Linked DNA regions of Mus musculus: region 1 is linked to region 2. The links are chromatin contacts, called in public promoter capture Hi-C maps. All regions are on one chromosome and are shown on one strand. Each heading gives the region's core, a stretch centred on a gene start, on an enhancer-like site or on the middle of the called end of the contact. The rest is flanking DNA. Distances are from core to core; before and after follow the strand shown.

Region 1 (7,050 bases), core at 4,221-6,720, 650 kb after region 2:
TCCTAACTAACACTCATCCTTCAAGGACACTGCCAGCACCAGAGCTGGGAGACGTGAAACAGAGGTTAAAACAAAACAAACAAACAAACAAACCCCCCCAAACTGGTCCCAGGTCTGTGGCACGTCAAACAGCTCTCTGATTTCTCCCCATTCATTTAGCACTGGATCCCTGGCCCTAGCTTAATGCCTGACACACACTGGCTTCATGTTGTTCAATAAACGGTGCCCAGATGGGGCCAGGGAGGTAGCTCAGTTGGTAAAGTACATGCCACACAAGCATGCGGACCTGGATCTCTAACATCCAGGCAAAAGGTCAGGCGAGGCAGGAATCCCAGAGCTGACAGGTGGGGATGGGGGGTGGGGGAGTAGGGCTGAGCCAAACAGCTCCCTCCCTGAGTTCTCTGGCTAGCAAGCCTAGCTGAATTGGTGAGCCCAGGCCCCAGTGAGAGAGTGTTGTCTCAAAAACCAAGGTGGGCAGCTCTGAGGATTGACATCCAAGGTTGACCTTTGGCCTGCATGGGTACCAGTATGTACATCCCACCCCAAAAAAACCAGCATCCAAATGATGAGTCTTCAAGTGATGGACAGGATGACATCATAGCACATCACTGGCCATTTACTCATCGCCATATCATTCTCATGAGCTAAGAATAGTAAGAGTGACAGCAGCTACAGTTTTATGGCGGACTCTCCCAAGTGCATTGGATCTATTAACCTCAATAATCTTCCTAGCAACCATTAAGAAAGGCTCTGTCGCTGTCTTTTATTTGGAACTGGAGAGCTAAGCACAGAGATCAAATGGGTGTTTGAAGGATTCAGGGATGGAATGTGCAGGTCATTGTCTGGGCTCCTTCCATTCTGTCCAGGGCCTTTTATCTTCCTTTCCTCTCTGCGAGGCCTGGAGGAACAGAGTAGGGGGAGATGGGTCTCAGGCTGGCCTAGATCGGCAAAAGTCTGATGAAGCCACGCAGCATAGAGACTGGGCCCTAAGTCTCACTGTGTCTCGCATTGAATTTGTATCCAGCTCCTCTGTCTAGAAACCTGCAAAAACTCTGGAGTCACAGTACCCAAACAATTGCCCAATGTCTGCCGGATCACTTAGATCCAAGGCTCAGATCAAGCACTCCTGGTTCTTCCTTCTCTCTGACTCCCCTCTCCCCGCCCCAAGTCACCACAAACCTGCTTTAGGCAGTCAGATCCAGTTCCAGTTAAACTTCTTAAGGCAAGAGAAAACAGTCACAGCCTAAGCTGTAGCAGCCAGACCAGTCTAGCCAGAAAGAGGCCACACAGCCCCTCCCCACTCTGAAGAAAAGCAGCCTGAGGGAGGCTTGTCAAACAGAAGGCCCGGAGAACCAGGTGAGCCTACTTATGGAGGACCAAGGATGGGCGGGCAGAAACCAACCCCTGGGAAACCCCCTCAAGCTAGCATTACACCATAAAGGCCACCATAAAGAAGATACCTGATCACAAATATCCACAGAAGTCTCCTGTCTGCCTGACCAGACAGCACTGGTCACATGATACTCTCTCCTTTTTCAGAAGTGCGGGGCCTGATGGTTTGAGTCATTTCCCATGTCAAGAGTGGAAGCCAAATCACGAAGGTGACCGTGCAGGCAGCTTCTCGGTCCCAGAGGAATGGAAAGGAGCTGAGTGGGATTCTTCCTGACACCAATAGTAGCACACCCTGGATGGTCCTTCAAAGTCTTCACCTCCTTCCCTGGCTAATATCTTTTATACCTCACTTTTTAAAAACAGTGCCTTTCTCCTATTGCTAGGCTCAAGCCACAGCCAGGGCCATGATGGTCTTTGCTACCTGGGCCTTACATTAACTATCTCCCAAGAGGTAAGATGAAACCTGGCTTGCACTACCACCCATAAAAACTAAAAGGCACATGACTAAGCCTCACCCTCAAATTACTTACAGTTTAGGAGACAGCGCCAAACCGAGGAATGTTCTCTGTCCTAAAATCTTCCTTCTGCTGCAACCAGACTGCCCAGCGTCCCGTGGGCTCCCACTCACTTCTCACCTCTGTTCTCTGTGCTCTCCTTGTTCCATCTGCTCCCTTCCACTGTGGGAACCCACCCACGGGCAACCCACACGGCAGCGCCCAGCTTCAGCCTCCCCTGCCTGCTGGAATCCACAGGGACCGCTCTCCCTTTCCCCATTAGCAGCATCACCTCTCATAGGCTGCCTCGGGCACATATAGTACTATGAGACCTTTACTGGGAGCAGTGGTGAGGCTATAGTCAATCCTTTCTATCTAAACGGTGCTTTACCAAGCACTTGCAGACACGTTATCTCGTCCTGGCAATAACTCTTTATTGCCCGTGTCTTGCTTCAATGAGATGAGAGACTTCTGTGGGCAGGAAAGGGTGCATTTAATGTCACTAGAATGCCTAGCATGGTCCTTCTTGGGACTACTCCATTACATTAACAGATAAGCTAGTCATATCAGGAAACTACAGGAACATTAAGGCTCTGGCCATTCCACTCCCCACCAGCCCTCACCTGGCAGCCCAGCTGTATGGAGAGCAGAGTGAGTACCAGTGGTGCCAGCTTCAGGGTTGACAGGTGGCGAGGACATGAGTGCCTCAGTCTCCCTGGCTGGCTCTTTCATCGAATGTTTGGGTTCTTACGTAGAATAGACAGTCAATTATAAAAGAAGCAGCCAAAGGCGACATCAGTATGAGCCCAGACTCTGAACTCTTGCCTTGGCAGTAATTAGCAAATGGCCTCGTTTTCTCCATTCATAAGAAAGCAAAACAAATGAGGAAAGATGTCTAAATGGATGTCTGACATGGACTCTCCCAAGCACACACATCTTCTTAATGGATAAATTATGAATCAGCCCCCGTTTCCCTGGCTTTCTGATTTGTCTCCTGGCTGCCCCTTCCTTGGGAAACTTTCCAAATCACAGAAGGAAAGCCTCTCAGGACCATCCAGCTTTTTCCCTTCTATTGCAGTTAATGTTGGAAAACACGGCCAAGCCAAGACGGGGAGAACCTCAGGGCCTCCGTAAGCTTTAAATAAGAAAGCACTTAAGAAACTCAGTTGGGGGCAGATTTGAAGGGCTTCCGTGGACTTTGTAACCATGAGGAATCAGCGGACTGGTATGGAAAGGGGTGTATGTGGCCACCTTCTGATGCAGAGAACAAACTTCAGGGCTAGGTTTTAGCCTCATATGCCAAAACTGAGATGGGCGTATATAGAAGCAGACCACGCAACTCTTCACCACAGCCTCTGACACAGTGAGCTCCAGAGGATTTCCAGGGAAGTCCCTGTGCTCTGTCTAGCATTCTACCAGCTGGAAAGAAGATGGCAGGAAGACGAAGAGGGTTAGTGTGGGGTGACGGATAGTTCTCTTTCAAGGGAAGTACAGCCTCTGCAGGGTCATTTGTTATTTCAGAAACAGATGTTCCTTCCCTCATTCTTTCTATGGAAGAGGGGAAAGGCATACATCTCCTGGGGAGGCTGACTCCTCACACAGTAGGCAGGAGTCCTGAGATCTTCCCAAGTCATGGGGACCAGTAAACCCCTCAAAGGACTTGTACTCGTGACTCCAGGGTGCAGACTACTGTTCTTCAGGCAAAACCCAGGCACATAGCATCTCCCCGCCCCCATACCCCTTGACTCACTGCAGATAGCGCAACAGCTGCTGGCCTCAGACCCTTGTCAAGAATCATCAGGACAAGTTTCCCTAGTAATAGCCTGTTGCCCTTTGTTCCAAGCCTGCAAACTCTCTCATATCCCATATGGCTCCTCGGCCCCTCCCTGCTCACTCCCATGGCTTTCCCCAACACCTGTCTCATCTCTAAGAGCTCTAGAGAGGCAGGCAGCCCTCTCTCAGGCAAGGCTCAGTATCTGCCCCCTTCTAATCCCTCCACAATGGTTCTTATTCAAACAGTGGCCCAACCCTAGCTCCTGGGGTCTCTTAGAAGCTGGCCTTAGCGTTCCAGAGAAATATAGACAAGTTTTGTTCTGGCTCTGACTTGAGGAGGGGAAAGCACACAAGGAGACCTTACGAGCGCAATGAGAGGGACCTCCAGCACTCAGTCAGCGTCACATACATGTCAAGGCCATGCCTGCCTCAACTACAAGGCTCTGTTTCTCCAGACTGCAACTACCCTCACCTTCTCTCTTGGCAAGGAGTGTGTGTTGGGGGAGGAGTGTGAAGGGAGAAGAAGAAAGCCTTAAGAGGAAGCTCTCAAGGAGAGCTGGAGTCCTCCCCGAAGGCAGCAGGGCCTTCTAGGAGAGGATTCCTACTGGATGACCAGGTTGTCAGCAGGTTGTTTCTGTCAGGAGCCACGAGAAGGATCCTCCACAGCTGACCAAGTGTGGTACCCTGGTGTCAGATATGGGTGGAATCCCCTCAAGGCAGACGTCCTGGAAGAGAGGACCTTGCCTTGCCCATGAAGGAGAGACCACTGAGTCACTCTCAGAGTGGCCCTCAATGGCCTTGCCAGGGTACCAACCAGGCCTTTGTCCGGGTCTCATGTAGGGCCTGCCTACTTGCTGACCCTCTGCTCTGCATGGACATTTCCGATTTTCCCACCGTCCTTCAAACAGTCTCTGCCCACCCGTATCTTCCTTCTTGCACTGTGGTATCCCTGTCCTCCAGGCGTCCCACCTTGTGACTTTCCCTTCACTACTGAGTCTGCCTCTGTCCACTCCTATCCTGGCTCCACACCGACTCACCCTAAAACTAAGGGTACCTCAGTGACTTACTGCCTGGTCCTCATTTTGATTCCGTTCTCCTCCCTTCATTTGGAGCTGTGGGTATATCACTTCACTGGCTGTGAATCTCGCTGCCCTGTCTCAGGGCACTCTGGCCTACACCCGCCTGTTTTCTCATCTTGGATCTTGGATCGGAAGGCTCCCCTGCCAGAAGGCAGAACTCCCATCTTTAGACCATGACTGTAGGCAGCATATACCCCTCACCTGTAGGAACCCAGTCTCAGGGCCCCAGTGTGTGTGTGGGGGGGGGAGGAACCTCACACCCCTAGGTGTATGCACTCCCTATCCCTGGCCTCCCGCGCCACCGCCTCTACCTTAAGGGGCGCACAATCCCTTCCGGGCTGGGGATAAAGAAGCAACCACCGGGAGGGGAGAATAGGGCGCCCCTGGGCCACCGCCCCTTACCGATGGTGGAGATATGCGAGGAGTGGAACTCGTTGTCGGTGAAGCGGCACAGCAGGCATGTCTTGCCAACCCCGGAGTCCCCGATCAGCAGTAGCCGGAACAGCACATCGTACTGTTTCGCCATGGCAGGGACTCAAGGGGGCCCGAGGGCTGCGGGCGGCTGCGGGCTCAGCCCCGCTCAGCCTCTGCCATCGCGGCTGGAGCCAGCCCCAGGACGCCGCGGTGGCGAGAAGGAAGCGGCCCGGCCCCCGCGCTGGCCTCGCCCGCTCGCTCGCTGGCTCGCTGGCGCGGGGAAGCGCGGCTGCGGCGGGAGCGCGTCGCGGGGAAGCTCGCGCTGGCGGGAGGTGGGAGGGGACAGCTGCGGCTGCCGCCCCTGCCCGGCCCTCCGCCCGTCCCCTGCACCGCCGCTGCAGCGGGAGCGGGGGAGGGGAGCGTCGGGGTCCCCGCGGCCGCCCGGGGCGGGATCCCAGCTCTGCTCTCAAGCCCTGGGGTGCCCGGACCCGGGCAGGGTTCGGAAGGGATACGTCTGCATCTTTCCGCCGACGATCTGAGAGGCGGAGTTGGAATGAGCGCCCACCCAGCCCAGATCCCCAACCTTGACTTCCCGGTCCCATCTCTTCTCCTCGATCAAAGCCTGATCTTGATCACTCCACCCTACCTAGGTTGCCCCTTCAGCGGCCTGGCCCAGCTTATGAGTGGCAGGTCCACCTGGGCTCACCCCTAGTTGGAAGGCCTTCATCAGGGTCTGGATTGGACCGCCCTTCCCTTCACCAACACTCCGGTGTGTTGCGGAATTAACTGTCATTGCCATTTGGCCGCCCCACAACAGTGACTTATGTCATGCCCTCCCACCTCTTAAACCGGGAAAACACCCGCTGACCCATTCATTGTTCAGTTCTTCAGAGTAGACAGATAAATTATCATTAAAAATGAAATCCAAGTTGCAAAATTATTTGGAGGAGGTTCCTGTAAAGTTTTCTTTGGGTCTAGATTGCTAGGGTAGGTTCTCGGATTACCAAATATTTATTTCTGTATACAAATGGTACCCAAGAATGAATTGTCCTCTCTAGAGACCCAGTTTACTGCTGCCAAATGTGTTAGCACCAGAGAGGAAAATCAATCCTCTCTGGGGTTCAGAAAATTGCCTGCTCTTGAGAACTAGTATTAGGGGAGAGCAAGTCTAGTCTACTGGGTCTTTAAAAAGCAACGACTGTGTGAGTGTGTGGGAGTGCATGTGCACGTGTGTGTTCAAGCTAAATATTAGATGGAAAATGAATTTGTCAGTAGGAGAAATGGATCAAGGAAAATGATAAGCCTATTTATTGTCTTGAAATGAACTACATTTCAAGCAATGTGCCTAAATGAAGGGAAACCCCTAAACATGTTTGCTACTTTTATTTAAGGAACAGATCCTAGACTGGCCATTAAGATTCCCAGGTGTGAGACTGCTCAGAGGTTGGGAACAAGGGCTGCTCTTCCAGAGGTTCAGTTCTCAGTACAGTACCCATACAGCAGCTTAACTTGAGTTCTAGGGGTTCCGACATCTGCTTCTAGTCTCTGCAGGTGCCAGGCATGCATGCGATGCACAGATAGGCATGTATAAATGTGATAATTAATATATATGTGTATACACACACACACACACACACACACACAGAGGTGCATTTCTCTGCATTTGGTTTTTGCTGGGTTTCAAAGGCATGATGGGGGCTCTTGGGTGAGACACATGAGTTCTTCCAGGTACCGTGCTCAACAGCTGTGAAATCTTGCCTCTCACTTTCCTCATCAAAATAAGGGTACTTAGGGTAACGATCTTCTTATGGGATTGTAAAAATAAGGTGCTACATAGAAAGTTCTAGGACTTTGTTTAGCATGGTACTTGACTTAATAAATCCTCAGTTATAGAACAC
Region 2 (6,893 bases), core at 1,674-4,173:
GAAGGTTTTACTTATTATACTGTGACGAGGTTGAAGCCCGCCCACTGACATGCCACCGGGCACAGCTCTCAAGATGGACAATTTAAAATAAAATGCTTTCTGATTGTGAAGGCCTTTGCTTCTGAATATTACTTTTTTTTTTTAAACTTGCGTTTGATGGAAATCCATCGTGTCAAGCAGTCTAACTAGCTGGGTCGTTAGGACCCTGTCTGCTCCGTGTGTGCAAAGGAGATGCCACCTCCTGTGAGGCCCATATCTTGGGCCCACGGATGCAAACAGCTTTGACAGGCAACCTCCATTGTTCTTCCAGCTGCCCCTACCCCCTCGGCGAAGCATCCCATTCGCACACCCCACACCTGTGTTCCCCAACAGAAGTAAAAACTCACACCCACAGACGCCAGAGAGAATTTCATAGCCAAGGAAAATATGTATAAATACATTTCTATCCTTGCTCCTTTCTTTTCTAAGACAAGCTCTCATGCAGTCTAGGCTAGCATAAAAATTTGCTATATAGCCACGGTTGTTCCTAAACTCCTGACCTTCCTGCTTCCGTATTTTGAGTTCTAGGATTACAGGCAAGAAGCGCCACACTTGATTCATGTGATGCTGTGGATAGAGGCCAGGGCTTTGTGCATGCTAGGCAGACTATCTACCAACCGACCTACATCCCTGGACCCTTACAGAGACCTCTTAGGCACCAAGTGCTCTTTCTGTGTGCTGCTGGTTAGCAGTTATTTTCTTTACATGGATCTCTTCCGAAGGAAAATACTAAGTCCCTCAGTCAGTTTCATGATAGGAACAAAGGAAACTTACTCTAAAGCAACCATAAAACTGGCCACTAATAACTGACTTACACGCAACTCTTTAAAACTGAGTATGTGTCTTCCAAAAGGAGAAAAAGCTAACTCTTCTCTATCACGAATCTTCGAGTGGTATTTCTTCTAAAAGCTTCAATGCAACTGTCGGAAAAACAATGTTGCAATAAGTAGAACTTTTTCAAATTTCTATAACAATGTACTAAACACCAAATTATGAAGTCTAATAGCCAAATGTTCTGTTTTCAAGGGCGTTGCATATATAGTAGAAACAACTTTCCTGCAAATGAGTGTATTCCTCGGAATTTTATATAATCACTTTATAGTCATTCCATAAAGTGACTCAAAACATCAACTAAAATTTTAACATGAAATATCATTGCCTATTGGATACACATTTAATAAGAATTACAGTGTTTTAGTCTTTAAAAGGGACATGAGGTCTATTAAATGCTAATTTATATATTTGATATATTGAATTTAGTACTAAATTTCACATTTTTATATTAAAAATAAATCCTGAGAAACGTTCAATCTGACTAGATCCATTTGGGTTCCTCAGACCCACCTTGGAATTGTCTTCTGCATGCTTTTTGTTGATTTCAAGCATTTATATATCTTAGGCAAGACTTAAAGTGTTGTCTTTAAAACTGCTCTTGAAATAAGAATTTCAGATTCATCTAGACATCTATTGAACATAAAATGAAATCCTAAAGTTTCTGCTTTAACCCTGACTGATAAAACCTCATCTTTTACTTCATATAGAATGCTGTAGAGAAATGGTCTCAGCCTTCCTAGTGGGGCAATTTCTTTAATACAGACCCTTGTGTTATGCTAACCTCCAACCATAAAATTGTTTTCATTGCTACTTTATAACTGTAATTTTGCTGTTGTTATGAATCATAATGTAAATGTTTTTGGAGATCGAGGGGAGGGGGGGGTGTCTCAAAGGGGTCGCGACCCACTGGTTGAGAACCCTTACAATCAGACTTGCTCTGGTAAGAAAATGAAGCTACTGATTACACTCTTCTTGTTGTCACTATATATCCTCTTTCTAATCTTTCCTTTCACTCTTTAAATAACATTTACACGGAGAGAGGAAATATCCACCATGAGCCGGATCATTATAGTAACAATGAAATTTCAAGTGATGCTTACAAAAACACTTGAAATAGAACAAGACATAAACATCTTTCCTCGAGGGTACTATGTGCCAAACACAAACCTGCCTTCTAAATCCTAAGTTAAATTGTCACGCTTGCTTTCTGAATAGCGCTCAAATTCATAGTTTTGTTTTATACACACACACACAGACACACACACACACACATACCAATATTCACTCTTTCCACTATGAAACTGTCACCACAGGTAATCAGGAAGAAGCAACAGTTAGATTCCTCTTCAGCATATAAGAGAAATCAGATTTAATCTTTCTCAGACTATCCAGGAAAGAAGTTAAACTCTATTTCTGACACGACTAAGGATTGCCAGTCGACAAGCCATGATCACCTGCCTAAGATAGGCATATCTTCCCTGGTCCACCACACTCAAGCAAGAAGCGTCATCATCGTATCCACTGCTAGGAAAACCACAGGAATTTTCTTCCTTTAAAATGAAATTATATTTATATAACTAAACCAAAAGTCAGTAAAAATTTCTGTTTCCGGTAGTGTTCAGAACAGTTGCATACATGCCCGTGCCCCAACCCTCCCCCCCCCTTTTTTTTTTGTTCTATACTCTGCCGGCTTCCCACAAAGTCAATTAAGCCTCACTATGAGCAAAGGGACACTTACCTAGCGGGTGGACATTCTCTCTTTTGCATTCTCTAAATGCAGACACGTACTTTCCTCGGTCCCTGAGCGGGACTCGCAGCCACTGGTTGTCGCTCAGCCTGCGGCGGCTGCCAGACTCTACTGCAGACCCGGATGCCAAGGGATGCCAGTGGCCGCACAAGCCGCTCCCTCCAGGCCAGCTCCCCACCTCCTCTACTCCCAGGAAGTTTCAAGAGGTGGTTGATGCTAGAAGCCTGGGAGAAGGCAGGGACCCGAGAGTGCCTTTCAAAAGGGCCAGCAGCTGGAGAAGCTGCAAAGACTGCCCACGACTAACGAACGAACGTTAGTGCGTCTTTCTTTTAAAGACCTGGAAAGAGTGTGGGAGGGTAGCTGAGAAGCCCACGTGACCACAAACCGGGAGCCAGAGATCTCAGGCACTCCCGCGCCGTGCAACCAGATCCACTGGATGTGGACCTCCAGCCACTTCACAGTCATCCTCTAGGGACACCCCGCTTCCAATAGACTGACGATGAAGGATCGAGATGGGGGCCCGGGAATGGGAATTTCTGACCAGATCCCCAGGGATTCTGGACTTAACCGCGTGCGTCCAGGGACCACACTTAATCCTGTTTCCATACTTTGACCTACGTGCGTGTCATTAAATGCTTAAGTTTGACAACTCTCCTTGAGAAGCATGGGCCAGGCCCCGGTTTCGGGTAATAGCACCGAAATTAGCAGTAATAACGAAGTAATGAAGGCAGATTCCTTTGCAGGGAGTGTTAGCTTGTGCTCCAGAAAGGCAAGGCAATGGGGCTGGAGGTGAAGGTTTGAACGCTCATCTATCAGCGGCTGGCGATGGAAGCCGGGAGAGAAAACGAGTTGTTTTTTGTTTTGTTTTGTTTTGTTTCGTTAAAAAAAAAAAAGAAAAGAAAAAGAAAAAGAAAAAGAAAAAGAAAAAGAAAAAGAAAAAGAAAAAGAAAAAGAAAAAGAAAAAAAGGCAATGGGTTAGGTCCAAGATCCCGCGAGCCTCCTGGAATTCACCTGGAGAAAATCTGCCTGCGCTTTTACAGGGGCGGAGAGGGTCTCTGGCGCCCCCTGATGGTAGATCTGATCCTCCCAGCTCAATCGCTTAGCCTGGAAGTGACCCTTCTACACAAAGGCTGAAACCATACCTTATAGTCTTTGAGGAAACAACTGGCTTTAAGGCAGCCTTTGGTGGCAAAAGTTAAAAGGAAAACAAATGACCTGTAGGCCAACCTGGTGTCACTGGTGTACCTAATTAATCGTCAAGCCATCCGCACACATCACGGGGATGTTTGTGAAGGATTTTAAAGATCTACTTTTTATCTTTTAAATTATGCACACATGGGTATGTACACAGGCGTGCAGATGTCTACGGAGACTATAGGTGCGGGATTCCCTCCTGCGTATGGGTGCTGGGAACAGAATTAGGCTTCTGTACAAGAGCAGCAAGCTATCTTAACAGCTGAGATGTCCCTTCAGACCCAGAATGTGATTCTTGGTGGACGGTACTCTAATAGAAGAAAACCGGGGGGGGGGGGGGGGGCGGGGGGGATTTGGAGGGAAACTTATACAATGTCAGCCTCAACATTTTGGGTGTAACCAAAACGCCTTCGGGGACCTTTCTGAGGCCCGGGTTTATGAGTGCCACAGGTAGGCACCGCAGACTACATATGTGGAGAAGCACGGTCTTTATAGACTATGAGCAAAGGCTATACCAAAAGTTTCGCTGCTGCCGGGCGGTGGTGGCTCACACCTTTAATCCCAGCACTTGGGAGGCAGAGGCAGGCGGATTTCTGAGTTCGAGGCCAGCCTGGTCTACAAAGTGAGTTCCAGGACAGCCGGGGCTACACAGAGAAACCCTATCTCGAAAAAAACAAAAACAAAGCTCGCTGCCCCCATTCATCCCATGTACAGGTTTCATTTAAGCTAAAAGTCCTGGGTTCTCTCCATTTGTGAGATAGAATGTCCCTGTCCTTTTAGGAAAGGTAGAGTGGATGGGAGAGTGGGTAGCTACTGAGTCCATCCTGGTGAGGATAGGCAAGGATGAGATTAATACTTCCCAGTCTGCACGTCCCTGTGTCCTTTCCTGTGTGTCTGTGTGTCCTGTGTCACTCAGTCCTTCCTCCTTTCCTGCCTTGGTAGAAAAGTTGCAGTAGCGATCTTAAACAAATCAGTTCATTTAATGATACTTTGTTAACAAGATTCATCTGGAGGGAGGCCAGGATAGCTCAACCAATAAATGAACTTGCCGAGCTAGTCTGACAGACCAGCGTTTAGTTCACAGAACCCAAGGAGGTGGAAGGATTTATGTAAGAGCTGGGCTCAGTTCCAGCACCCACATGGCGACTCACAATTACCTGTAACTCCAGTCCCAGGGGAGCCAATACTCTCTTCTGACCTCCAGTCACTAGGCACATATATGGTACACATACTTACACACATGCCGGCTAAACACCCACATACATAAAACTAAATAACTAAAATTAAAAGATGGAAGGAGAGAAGGAGGGACCCAACTCCAGAAAGTTACCAAAAGTTACCCTGATTGCCACCCAAAGCGCATGGCATACACACACCCACATTCACACACACATTATATACACATACACTAATACATTTTTAATTTTAAAAAATCATCTACAGTGGAACATCCATGAAAGGATCTCAACCCAGAGCCAAGAGGCAGGTAAAGGTGGTGTGAGGGAGAGAAAGCTGACATCTATGAAGTATGTGTACCAAGCCAGACTGCACAGCTTCCTCTGTAATCCTCATACCGGTTCCAAGGGGCAAGTAAGACTGGCTCCGCCTTCCAGATGAGAACAGAGGCTCACAGAGCTTACATTCACTACGGGAAGCTACAAGATAAAAAAAGAAACCAGTAGCCACAGTGGTTCTTATACACAGTGGCCACTTATGGACACTGAACTATGCATTGTGTATGCGTGTGTGTGTGTGTGTGTGTGTGTGTGTGTGTGTGCCTGTGTGTGTGTGTGCCTGTGTGTGTGTGCCTGTGTGTGTGTGCCTCTGTGTGTGTGTGCCTGTGTGTGTGTGCCTGTGTGTGTGTGCCTCTGTGTGTGTGTGCCTGTGTGTGTGTGCCTGTGTGTGTGTGCCTGTGTGTGTGTGCCTCTGTGTGTGTGTGCCTGTGTGTGTGTGCCTGTGTGTGTGTGCCTGTGTGTGTGTGCCTGTGTGTGTGTGTGCCTGTGTGTGTGTGCCTGTGTGTGTGTGTGCCTGTGTGTGTGTGTGCCTGTGTGTGTGTGCCTGTGTGTGTGTGCCTGTGTGTGTGTGCCTCTGTGTGTGTGTGCCTGTGTGTGTGTGCCTGTGTGTGTGTGCCTGTGTGTGTGTGTGCCTGTGTGTGTGTGCCTGTGTGTGTGTGTGCCTGTGTGTGTGTGTGCCTGTGTGTGTGTGTGTGCCTGTGTGTGTGTGCCTGTGTGTGTGTGTGTGCCTGTGTGTGTGCCTGTGTGTGTGTGTGTTCACTAGATTTTCATTGCCGTGATAAACCCCATGGTCAAAAGCAACTTGGGAAGGAAAAGATTCATTACAGCTCACGGCTGTAGTCCATAATGAAGGGAGTCCAAGCAGGAACCTGGAGGCAGGAGCTGATGGGAGACAATGCAGGGGCACTGCTTACAGACTTGCACCTCCCAGCTTGGCCCAACTGCTGTCGTTTGCAATCCAGAACTACCTGCTCTACAATGGGCGGGGTCCGTCCCCATCAATCTTTAACCAAGAAAATAGCCCACAGGCTTGCCTACAAGGCAGTCTTATGGAGGCATTTTCTCAATTGAAGTTAGTTCTTCTCGGGTGACTGTAGCTTGTGTCAAGTTGGCAAAAAAACTAACCAACACGTGTATATGTGTCACCTTTTTATTTTATACATAATGGCTATATAAAATACATTCTTTCTTTTCCTTCCTTCCTTTTATATTTTATTTTTAAATTTTTTTGGAAGAGTCTTGTTATGTAGCACAGGCTAGCCTTGAACTCACTATGTAGCCCAAGTTGCTTCCAAATTCAAATGTGCAATCCCCCTGTCATATCTGCCTACAGAGCAAAGTCTATCATTAATTATCCCAATTTTATGAATGGGAAAATGGATATCCATGAAGAGTAAGTGACCTTCCTAAGATCACACAGCTTATGAGTAGCTGAGAAGGATTTGAACCTAGGACCTAGCCCAAAGTCCTGTCCTGTGTCTGTTTAAACCACATCTACAAAAGCCAGGTGTAGATGTGGTTTATGCCTTTAGTCCCAGAGATCAGAAGGGAAAGGCATGACGATC

The links. Capture Hi-C pulls out chosen DNA fragments and counts their contacts.
Region 1: a promoter capture Hi-C map of adipose tissue shows a contact between it and region 2. The contact joins the promoter of Rab15 here to the promoter of Esr2 in region 2. A contact is called at or near these places in 1 of 39 promoter capture datasets (liver) and 1 of 9 other capture datasets (adipose tissue).

The regions. Positions count from the first base shown.
Region 1 is chr12:76,817,054-76,824,103 of GRCm38.p6, forward strand. It overlaps Rab15 (RAB15, member RAS oncogene family), which reads right to left and starts at 5,471. Exons shown (of 7, transcript NM_134050.5): 1 at 5,141-5,471. The coding sequence starts at 5,264. Gm34988 (a long non-coding RNA gene) reads left to right here and starts at 1,264. Exons shown (of 2, transcript XR_381699.2): 1 at 1,264-1,356; 2 at 1,540-4,847.
Region 2 is chr12:76,174,336-76,181,228 of GRCm38.p6, forward strand. It overlaps Esr2 (estrogen receptor 2 (beta)), which reads right to left and starts at 2,924. Exons shown (of 10, transcript NM_207707.1): 1 at 2,612-2,924.